Regions from separate parts of the Bombyx mori genome. Here region 2 is linked to region 1. Evidence: chromatin contacts called from public Hi-C data. All regions are on one chromosome and are shown on one strand. The core of a region is the stretch at or near the end of the contact, and the rest is flanking DNA. Distances in the headings are between cores, read along the strand shown. Region 1 overlaps LOC101744387 (cytosolic purine 5'-nucleotidase). Region 2 holds the start of LOC101744911 (BRISC complex subunit FAM175B).

Region 1 (6,332 bases), core at 1,988-4,487:
TATTTTGTCACCTGGAAACGTATTTACACACGTGCACGTTGTGTAGGTAATGCGGAGGCGCATACTAGCTATTATGACGGCATATACTAGGTACTGCGGCGGCGCATACTAGGTACTGCGGTAGCATATATTAGGTACTGACCTGAGATGAGAAGAAGGTTTGTCTCGAACCGGAACGGAATAGCGAGCCGAGCATGCCGTACGCCAGATCCATCTTGTGCGTCACGTCGCGTATCGACATGCGGAGCTTGGATATATCCGGTTTCTCTTTTGTACTCGAATCCAAGTCTCTGTATAAATTTACAAAAATACATTTAAAGTTGTACGCCAATACGCTAGGCGCAAAAAGTTGTTTAGGCAATAAAAAATATTTATTCAAAATTTAAGAAAAAGTTTAATAGAAAGAAATCAACTTACGGAAACTACAAATGTAAGACCGAACAGATTATATGTTACAGTACAGATTATTTTGATTTCGGTCGCATGGAAACCCCAAATATAATTTGGAAGGATATAATAGCCGTCCAATTGAATTGTACTCTTAAGATCTCATCTCAAGATGGACAGCAGCACTCGCGTTCGGTGTCTAAGGCCGCTGGATAAGCGTTCCACAGCACACGAGCTGTCTCACGCAAATTATAATTTGCGTAATTACTGGTGGTAGGACCTCTTGTGAGTCCGCATGGGTAGGTACCACCACCGCGCCTATTTCTGTCGTGAAGCAGTAATGCGTTTCGGTTTGAAGGGTGGGGCAGCCGTTGTAACTATACTGAGACCTTAGAACTTATGTCTGAAGGTGTGTGGCGCATTTACGTTGTAGATGTCTATGGGCTCCAGTAACCACTTAACACCAGGTGGGCTGTGAGCTCGTCCACACGTCTAAGCAATAAAAAAAAAAGATATATAAACCGATACGTACTTGTACATATCGCCGAGCTGAACGTCGAGGGTCTGCAGCTGCGCGAACAACTGGCACTTGTCGGTCCACACGTGGAGCTCCTGAACCAATTCGGGCACAACGAGGAAGGTTCGCCAGCCGCCGATTTTCTTCGATTTGAGGATGTCCCCGAATATGTGATCGCCGATGTACAAAACGTCTTTGCCTTTGGCGCTGATCAGCTCCGTGAATACGTCACACGAGCCTACAGAAGATAGGTGTAAATATTAAGCATATAACATCTATATATTAATTCGTGAAGCAAAAAGTTTGTACCCCTTTGTGCGACAATGGCGCGGACGGAGGAGTATGAAATTTCCCACACTTATAGATAATAGAGAGGAATGCAGAATGTTAATATTTTTTAAAATTATGCATATCAAATACATTACTTTACTGACAAACTTTTCTTATTGGTTATAGTCTATGGTCAAATTGAGAATAGATTAAGTATGTATTGTTTGTCTTTATTAATATTTATCTAAAGTGTAGTCTTGGCGAAATATGTGATTATACTCGTAGAAGTAGTCTTTGACAATGGAATCATAATAATTACAAAGTTATAGTTTCAATAAACTATAGTCGAATTTCGACTACCGGGGGCCCACTAGTTTATATTATTAAGTGCGAAGCTATAGGATCAAAAAGTGATTGGTCGTACTAAGGCCCTAATTATTTTTAGTCACCGCGAATTAAATTGACAGTTATTTTCCGTTTCCCGTACTCCAATGTTAACGTGTCTATATATTATTATGTATAATATTATGCGTTCGACATTAATAGTGCGGAATGTAATCTTGGTAGATAAGTAAGAAGACGACACCAGGGTTGTCTTAAAGATAATTAAACGAGAATCTTTTATAAATAATTTATATCGTTTTTCGTTATTTTTGTCCGGTTGTCTATTTAATCTGTGGATGTAACTATGTTTAATAATATATATTCTTATATTGATATCGCTTGGTATTTTGGGTAAAAGGAAATTCAGTTGTTTGCATTCCCTTCATTAGTCACTGTCGTGGTTACGCCCGTTAACTAAAAATAGTATAAACCATTGTGTTATTAATTATAATTATATAGTATATTGTAATTCTATTACTAAACATGAAAGGACACAAAGTTTTAAGGATTTATTTACTGAATTTAAATATATTTTTATTATTTCGCTTGAAAATACAGATAAAAACTACATTGGCAACCCTTATCGAGTAAAAGTTTCAAGATCGTACCGATAACATTGAAAGGGTCACTGATAATGTTCGCACACAATACGTGCGTCGTCTTAATCCGAAAAATTACAATGTTATCACAAACTGACGTAACACTGGTTTCGATTACTTCACGAATTAAAAACAAAAAATTATTAACATTTTTTTTTCTTTTTCTTTGATAGCCCAGCAATGGCGTCAAATGTGGAAGTATCATTATAATAATATAATAAATAATTATTAAAATTATTTTCGAATCAGCCTCTGAGCAGATAGACCGACGTCACAATACATCGTCTTCTCGCATTAAAACGGTATAATCTCAAAACTTACTAATTTTACAGGAGAGTGTTTTAAAGGTTTAACATGTCATTGTGATATTTTTAATACTAATCATCTTTGCCACATTTATATTTATTTTTTACCAGTTACATTATCTGTATTTTAATGTAAGATAAAATTATATGTTAATTTTGTTAATAGTAGTCAAAATATAGGTAAACTAAAAAAACTAAAACTGAACTACGCTCTTTTGACAGTATTTATGAGAAAAATACTGGTAATACCAAATTGTTCCGCATATTTACTAAATTTCGAATATTTTTGGAAATTGTACACTTTTAATGCGAAAAGACATGCGTGTGTTACCATAGATTCCACAAAACGTTCATTGGGGAACCGGATTCAACTTATTTCGCGAAATTATCGCGCAAGCTTTACGAGCGCAACGTCATCGCGTGTGACGGACCACGAGCTCTAAACCGAGTGATGATAAATTTCCACGCCGATTCGGGCGACGGCTACCCGCTCCTCGTGGATGTGGAACCGGCGCGGTTACGGGTGCTTACAACATAATGGAATCATATAATTACACTAAGTAGCAACGATTAGCCTATGTCCAGCAGTGGACGTCTGTGGGCTGATAAGAAGTAACAACGATTAGCCATAAATGCTCTATAAATATAAGCGAAGACCCCCCCCCTCGGGTCATCGACCTTCGGTGTTTCTTCGACGGATCCCATCTCTAAGTTCATACAGTAGATATATAGAAACTTAGTATGTTCTGAATTAACATCAAATCGATTATATGAAACCACGTTTCGACGCTGTACGTCGTCACGTGTACTACACATTGATTACACAGTTACGCTAGTGTAATTACATTTATATAAGGTAATATCCTTATCTTTAAACAAAGCTGTTCAAAACATTCAAATTCTATTTCTATATGTGTTTAACGCAAAGACCGAATGAGCTGCTTGAACGAAAGAAAAAAACACCTAGTAGTACATTGTGACATGACAGAAGAAAGGCCATTATTGGTTTCTTTTTTTCCCTACCTATAGTGATAGCCTTGAGAGGCTATTTCACCTTCTCATTGACGTGTAGTGAGCTCACAGGGCTCAAACCGTAGTGTTGCTAACACTGACCCTAGCAACAGCAGTGCTTCGCAGAATCTACCACCGGATCGGAAACGCGACCCACTGAGAAGATCGGCGAGAAACTCAGTTTGCAAAATACTCGTATATCTCTATACATACATAACTAGTTCACTTCGAGATTCCTAAAAAAATAAATTGTAGGGGTATTGGCAGTTTAATAATAAACTTTAGAAGAGTTAGGTCGGATTTCAATGATTTCATTTGAAATATTGGTGACGATACTCATTTCGATATTTTTTTCAAATATTAGAGGGTAGTAAGCACTTGAAGAAATCGTAAAAACACACACACATAAATCAATTCGATTATTTCAAAAGATCCCTATTGCTGTTGAGAATTACCTCCTGAATAGACGGATCCCTCGTGCAGTGGTCCTACGTGATGTCCCATCTTCAGAGCGCCGGTGCGAGTGTCGACCTGCCTTAGAGTGGTTCCCTCGCCGAAGAACAGAGGCTTCTTAGCGTCCACTACGATCCAGTCGAAATAAGTCTTCCAGTTCCGGTGGGGCTCACCGACCTGAAATAAAAGAGAATCTGTTTTACACTAATCAAATGGCTTGAATTTCATCGATAATGGGTTTTGCACGAAAATTCATGAATCAATCAATATTTTTTTACACAATAAGACTGAATGAGGTGACTAACATATTATTTTATAATGTCAGAAATATAAAAAGTTTAAAAAAAAAATTGCGTCATTCCTGACAATAGAGGCGTATTGTGAACGGACTCGGATAGATACCACCATCCTGCCTATTTCCGTTGCGAAGCAATCAGTCTTCCGGTTTGAAGTATAAGACAAGCGTTCAAAAATATAATTGAAAACACGACATTTGAGAGGTAAATTATCACATGTAAAACATTTGAATACCATCGAATTTCAACTATATTTAAATCACGAATGATATATCTCTATAAATAAAGACATTTATTTCCAAATTCCAAAAAAAAAACGTCTGGAACGCGTACATCCGCTTCTCCGCGATTAAAATAAAAGGTTAAAATATAAAGGTTAAAATAAAACTAAACTACTTAATATACAAATACCAAAAGACTATAACGAATTTTAAATTTACAATCTAACATATCGATATCAAACTCGATGTATTATCGATAATCCCAGATACAAACATCAACCGGACTCACCTTAGCACCGTGCGGGAAATCGAATAGGTAATTCATGATTTTATCAGTGAAATTGTAATCGCTATTAGTTAGTATAAACAGTCTAGCTCCGCTTTCTCTTATCCTAGACAAGAACATTGGCAGTCTTTCGTCTTTCTTCAGGTACAAATCTAAGTTTTCCGTTGTTTTCTTCTTGAGATCGCCGTGTATGTGAACGTAGTCGACGGCATTTCGCACATCTTGGAAGATTGATTTGAAGGACATAGCTAGGTCGCCGCATCTCACTCCCGTCTTAACTCTGTCACATCAAAGAAACGTCTAATTAGTTCCTTCAATTCCCGGCGACATTAACAAGTCATAGCAGAAAAATAAATAGACTTAATTGCAATTGGAGACACGAATGATTTATCATTTTTTTTAAAATGGTAAAATAAAAGGTCATATGACACAACAAAGAATTTTAGGCTTTAAAATGTTTCGATTAAAATTCGTTTTAGAAATACCAAATTATGGATATGATGAAATAATAATTTACGACAACGCTATGAAGATTAATTAGTTACAAGTAAGAAAATGTAAAAGAATAAATGTATAAAATGAAACTGAAAAGCTATTTAAGACCGGACTGTCTTCGATTTGCACGATACTCGATTTTGCTCAGTACTTGATCTACCCACATCTTGAACAACAATTTTATTCAAAAAAAAAATCAATTGAGTCGTCATTTATTACATTTTCAAAAACTAAGTCACAACAAATTAAAATGTAAAACGATACTATTGATACATAATTATAATATAATATGTATCAACAACAGGACATGGACTGCAATATATTCGCTTCAAATTATCTAGTAGATTACATATTATATCTTAATAAAAAATCAAGGTCATTTATTAACATATACTTTTCATCAACATTATGAAGTGCATGATGAGGTAAATAAATAAATATTCACTGCCTATACCAGTTTATGAATAATAAGGGGCGGAAACTTCGATTCATTGTTTTTTCCTCTTGATATTTATATGTATATTATATACTTTCACGATTCAACTATTGAACTACCTACGTGGTGGTTACTTTGGTGTTTGGTGTCTACTTACTACGTGGTGAATACGTGTGGTCGAAGTCCCAATTACACTATAATAACATTTATTTCAAGCCCGTATGACGCTATCATACCAGGACCGATCGATTCACATGCACAAGTAACTTTCTCAGCAGTGACTGACTGGTATCAGTGTTTTCGGAGCCGAAACAACGATTTTATTTATTGATTGGTTAAGCATCTAAGCAATAAAAAAAAAGTGGGGGACAAGCTAACGGCCCATCTGGTGTTAAGCGGTTACCGGAACCCATAGACATCTACAACGTAAATGCCACCACCCAACTTGGGATAGGAGTTCTAAGGTCTCAGTATAGTTATAACGGTTTTTTTTTTCTTCGGACCGGGGGCCGAACCTCCTACGAGGTCCCCGCGCCTAGGGGGCGCGCGGGATATGTGGGACTCAACGATCTGCAGGTGTTGAGAGCAGACCGCGGGCCCAAGGAATTTTAGGGCCCACCCACTAAACGACTCCCCTGCACTCTTACACCCGATATCCGATCTCCGTCCGGG
Region 2 (5,776 bases), core at 1,784-4,283, 35 kb after region 1:
TAGCCTCAAGAGTGCCCTGCTCATTAGTCATTAGAGTACTATTTATTGTTTTGATCTATATATTTCAAGGGAGAAAATCCCAATTTTGATTCTGATTCACCGAATGAATATACGAAATATTCATTCATATATTTGATACGTAAATTAACAATAATTTATTTATGGCATTTGGTTTAAATTCTTAAATATTCGTTTTTGAGGGGGATTTGCTACTCTCCCTGGGTCTTTACTTTTGAACCCACTTTACACTGTTTAAACATACTCTTTATTATATATATTTTTTATTTACCCACAACAAACTTTGGCTTCTTCAAGTAAATAATTACAAATTCTTTAAAATCATCAAAACTACACAAGTGAGATAGATGTCTCATTCTTGTATTAATTAATTGATAAACACAAGAAAATTCAAATAAAACTGTTGACCATTTATTAACATGATTTATAGCTGACGAAGACAAAAAAGAATCTTTTGTATGAAAGAAAGCAATAGCCTAATTTACTAAACAGTGCACATATGAAATGCAAATAAGTGTTCATTTATATGCCTAATTTTTTTTAAAATATTATTGATTCATAAAATCGCTAGTTTACTGAATAAATAATATTGTAGAGTACACGAGATTATACAAGAAGTGTTTATTTACAATTAAAAAAGCTCCTTTAAAAATATTTCAATTATGGCCAGAAACGATACTGTAGTATTAATGTTTTTAAATATACAATAAACATAATTTAATATTTTTGTCGTCGTAAATTTAAATGTGCGCTTCTATCAAAATTGTTACGAGCACCGCGCAACTAATTTTAGAAGTGGACATTTCAATGACTCATGATAACTTATATAGTAAAAATCTTATTTTTTTAGTTACGTAAATGGTTTGATTACGGATTAAGAAGAAAATTTCAAATACCCACCGCTTGCAAATATATGGAATAAAATTTTTACAATCCTCGGCTACCACCTTCCAAAGACCGAGATTTTCTTTTGAAATATTGAATTTGAATATTTCTCGCAATTATTTGACATATGTTTATTTTTCAGTTACGTTCTGTCCTGGATTCTTGTCTTTTAGGTAAATCTTCATTAATTATTACTAAATCATAAATACATTTTGTGCCAGATATCCACTTAATTTATTTGAAATTGGTTGTGATTGTATAGGTGATTATAAATGTTATTTTTCATTACAAAAGTTTTCAATTTAATTTACAATTTATACTATTCTGGAACTATATCTATAGTTACAAAAGTAGTAATAGTAGTTTTTTTTTTTTGATACCTAAGCTGATAGCCTTGAGAGGCTATATCAGCGTCGCCTTAACTAGTAGGTGAGCTCACGGGGCTCAAACCTGATGACGTTGCTAACACGAACCCTAGCAAGAGCCTTGCTTCGCAGAATCTACCACCGGATCGGAAACGCGACTCACTGAGAAGATCCGGCGAGAAACTCAGTGGGCTGTGTCTGAGAGTTAATTTACTCGTCGAGCCCTTCGTCGTAAGCGACGGGTTCGACAAGAACGATGACCGATGCTTGAGGTACCCAAAAGCACCGTTAGTGGATCGGGAGGATCCGAAATGACGTGCTTTTTTTTATTTTTTTTATTGCCTACATGTGTGGACGAGCTCACAGCCCACCTGGTGTTAAGTTGTTACTGGAGCCCATAGACATCTACAACGTAAATGCGCCACACACCTTGAGATATAGTTCTAAGGTCTGAGTATAGTCACGAAACGCATTACTGCTTCACGGCAGAAATAGGCGGGGCGGTGGTACCTACCCCTGCGGACTCACAAGAGGTCCTACCACCAGTAAACCGTGCTTGGGGCGACGTCGACTGCTTTCCATTCTTTCCGCAGGATCAGGAATGTAGTTACCGGCGGCCACGATGAGAGGGTTCTCGTGTCGTGCCGCTTTATCAAAGTGGCGCATCGACGCCGACTGCAGATACTTACTAATGGGCTCTAAGTCCAGGTCGTCATGGGGTCGACGTTCCTGACGAACCACGGAGCTCCAACGGCTATTCTGCAAAAACGGGATTGAATGACTTGGAATGATTTTAAGTTAGTGCGGGCCGCGTGAGCGAACACACTTGCATAGGTCATGACGGGGCGTATGCAAGTTTTGTAGAGTGTCACCTTATTTCTAAGGGACATTTTACTTCGCCTGCATATCATCGGGTAGAGGCGTCCTAGTATGAAGGCGGCACGGCCGCGTACCGTCTTTATGTGGGTAGTAGTAGTAATATGATACATTACTATACTAATGAACAATTAAAATTTCTTACGGAATCCAGAATAATGATTTGCAGTGAAACTAAAATGCTGTTATTTTTAAGAAAATTTCAACTTTGCGTAAAAAACTATTAAAATATTAGAAGAAATTTAAATCTTTATTGTTTAAGTTGTCTAATGCCTAGCTCTTTTTGGCAGCATCGCTAGTAGTGAGGCTACGTTAATTTTTTATTTTGTTAACTTAATGTCTTTTTAGGTCAGTTTAATAATAGTAATTAGTATCTTATTTTGAATCTGTTGAAGTATAGACGTGAGGAGGATTAAAAGAAATTTTCTGGACATAGGTTTCCGGGTTTTTTCAAAAAGGAGCTTGATCTTCTAGTAACTTCTAACCTTATCACTAAGAGAAAGCCTGGTTTTATATAACTTTTTTTAAATCCATTTCTTGTTGTTGGAGTTTGAATATAAATGTAAGGGCAGGCAACAGATTACAGATTTCGAATATTAGAATTATTTTAAATGTTTAAAAACAGATGATTGTCTTCTCGTAAGAAAATGTCAGTACTTCTCATCTAGATACGGTCAAAGCAACATGTAAGCGTTTTATAAAAATATATAGATAATAAATTTATAATGGTGTAAAAGTGTTCAAACTATCTGCAATATAATTATAATGAAGCAGTGTGTTTTTAAATAGCCCCTCATCAACCTACAGAACCCAATCCCCTCAAATTTAACCGTTCAATGCTTGTAATTTCAGATCAATTAAATTGGTTTAATTCTGTCCTGTAGCAATTTTCATTCATTAGTTTGGATTGTATGAGCTAACTTCCGTTTGTTTCAAACAACAAGCAAGGGAAGCAAAGGGAGCAATGTCAATGTCACAGACGACATCACGTGACCACAGACGTCTCGTCAACAGTTGCAGCGTGTATAATCTATGGTTGCAGCTAATGATTTTGTTTAGCTCATTAAACAATTAACCATATATAATGATAACTGTTGTGTAATGTAACAATCGTAGAAATAATAATTAAACTTAGTCCTTAATATAGATATGGCTTACACAGAAAAGGTGTCGCTTAGCGGCACCGCACTGTCATTTTTGTTATATGAATGTGTAAATTCAGGATGCAGTCAGGTACACATTTTTTAGTAATTAATTATGTTTCAATGTAGTTTTAGGTACGTAATAAATTGAATCTCAAATTTTTTATATGTTCTCAGGAAGGTTTTCTAGTTGGAGATATAACATCTCAAATAACCAATCACATATCAGACTCTCAAAGTGATAATGCAAGGCTTGATACTCAAATCGTTATTAGAACTGTATTACCGCTGCCTTCGGTGTCACTTTTCTATTTTCCAACTGGAAGAATAAAAGAAGAAGTGTTGTCTGAATTACTCTCTAATACTGCCAAAGAAATTGTTGGATGGTACAAATATAGAAAGAATACCAACATCAAACCTACATTTCGAGATAAGTTAATTGCAAAAGGTCTACAAAAATACTTTGAAAAATATCATGGGAAGAAAACATTTGTAACTTGCAATCTAACAAACAGAACATCTTCTGCTGCATCAACCCACACATTTACTTACAGATTTGGAAAAATCAATTGTTTTGATATGTATGAATATATTGAAGATGTCACAGGTAATTTAGGTGAAAAAGTAACAGGCTACAAAAGAGCACATCAACTACCAGCAAATTGTGTATTCAATAAAATTGTAAAAGAAACAAATGTTCAGAATACAAACACAACTGAAGCAATACTGAGCATACAAGAAGCAGTTGATGTTAGGTTGATGATGGAAGCAAAAATTGCAGCAAAAAATGAAAGCACAATCAGGGAACTTCAGGCAGAAATAAAACAAATGACTTCTATTTTGACCGACAAACAGTCAGTAGAATTGTATGCTTCATATAGTAAAATGATTGAAGAAGAGACTCAGAGACAGAAAGCTGATATGGTTAAAGCTTGTGCGGAAGCCTTGAAAGCACCACAAAAACTAGATATGATGACCATCAACAATCTCAAAAATATGGCATCGACTAGCGGTCAATCGGCACAAGGAGAAAGTACAGCAGGTGTGGATGATGTTCCCAGTGATCGAAACCCAAGTCCATGCTTAATAACTACAAGTCCAACAAAGCAAATACTCAATTATGCAGCAGCTCTAAAAAATAGAAGTGACATGCCATCAACAAGTGTAAGTATAGTATGACCATCCCAAAAATTTCCAATAGATTTTAAAATATTATGTGTGTATAACATTAGCTCACAAATTTCTTCTCTGTCTCCCGACAAATCGTAAAAGTATGCCTACCCACTGTAGTTAGTATGTAGTTACTTACTGTAATACTTAGCAGTTGCTTGAATTACTTGACTGAAAATGATTATGATAATCTAAATATAATACAAAAAATAATAAAATTATTTATTTATTCTTCCAGAAAGACACTACAATGAGTGAAGACTTAATTACATTTGATGTGGAAGACAGAAGATATATAAAAAAGACTATTGTTTTAAACAATGATGTGAAGTGTTTTGGTGATAGTTCACCAGAGTACTAAAGTGCCTTCTTAAAATCCTTTACACTAAACCTTTACAATAAACAATTGTTCAGTTACCACAATTACTTCAATAGGTTACTATAATTTACTTAACTATATTAATAACACATGTATACTTTTAAAACTTTAATCTCAATAATGTGTCTTCAGAATACAATGCAACATTAACTTGAATATATGTTTTCAACCAACATATCTTATGGTATCTATAAAAATATTGTAATAATTTTGATAGTGAAAATGATTATTGTAAATGCTACTTGACATGGGAATAATTGATTTTATACGGAAGTAAGCTATTGTTTATTGTACTGTATTTTTAGCAGAAAGAAGAGTTTAAGATAAATGTAAATATAAATAAACTCTAAATTTTTGGAAAATAAATGATACATTTTGTAAGAATATAACCCAGACTAACAAATTTGTTTTCATTTTCTCTTGCATATAAGAGAAAAAAAATACTCTTGATTTTTCTCTTGGAATTTTTTCAAGTTTTTATTTTTATTCAAGCACAAACTCAATTATTTCTTTATTTTTGAGTCTCAATTATTTCTTTATTTTTAAGTGAACTTATGAATATTTATGTAAAAGTTGTAAAATGTCTATATGAATAAATTGAATTAATAATCCTCCACTCCATTGGAATGTGGTACAATACATATGTGGAAAGTCCATAATATCAACTTTATTTAGTGTCTGTCTGTTTGATTTAATTTTTTGATATTTCAGCTTTTGTACTCTTAAAAACCTATTATTATAAACCACAAGTTACCAACTCATTACCTCATTGTTGTGCATTTGATAAATGAATAAACTGCAATATAGTACAATAGCTATAATTACTAGTAAAAGGAGGCCCACTCTGTCAAAACATTCTTCGAGAGACAAAAAGATTATGCAAAGATTAAAGCATTAACATTCACACCCTACCTCGTAAGTGGTACCGCAGACAGTAGATG

Evidence for each region. A called contact is a pair of places that touch in the nucleus more often than the background predicts.
Region 2: a contact with region 1 is called in a Hi-C map of whole pupa, with 8 times the contacts expected there. The contact joins the promoter of LOC101744911 here to the enhancer-like site in region 1. A contact is called at or near these places in 2 of 7 Hi-C or Micro-C datasets (midgut and whole pupa).

Annotation. Positions count from the first base shown.
Region 1 is chr23:8,849,759-8,856,090 of ASM3026992v2, forward strand. It overlaps LOC101744387 (cytosolic purine 5'-nucleotidase), which reads right to left. Exons shown (of 13, transcript XM_004932588.5): 7 at 4,733-5,009; 8 at 3,929-4,103; 9 at 920-1,142; 10 at 143-290. Among protein-coding and RNA genes, the nearest start is that of LOC101746021, 17 kb to the left of the region's middle. Within about 2 kb of position 3,238, at least 6 of the 8 cell types and tissues checked have open chromatin away from gene starts, as enhancers often do.
Region 2 is chr23:8,884,885-8,890,660 of ASM3026992v2, forward strand. It overlaps LOC101744911 (BRISC complex subunit FAM175B), which reads left to right and starts at 3,034. Exons shown (of 3, transcript XM_004932592.5): 1 at 3,034-3,377; 2 at 3,464-4,450; 3 at 4,695-5,776. The coding sequence starts at 3,294. The coding sequence ends at 4,817. LOC101744387 (cytosolic purine 5'-nucleotidase) reads right to left here and starts at 1,433. Exons shown (of 13, transcript XM_004932588.5): 1 at 919-1,433.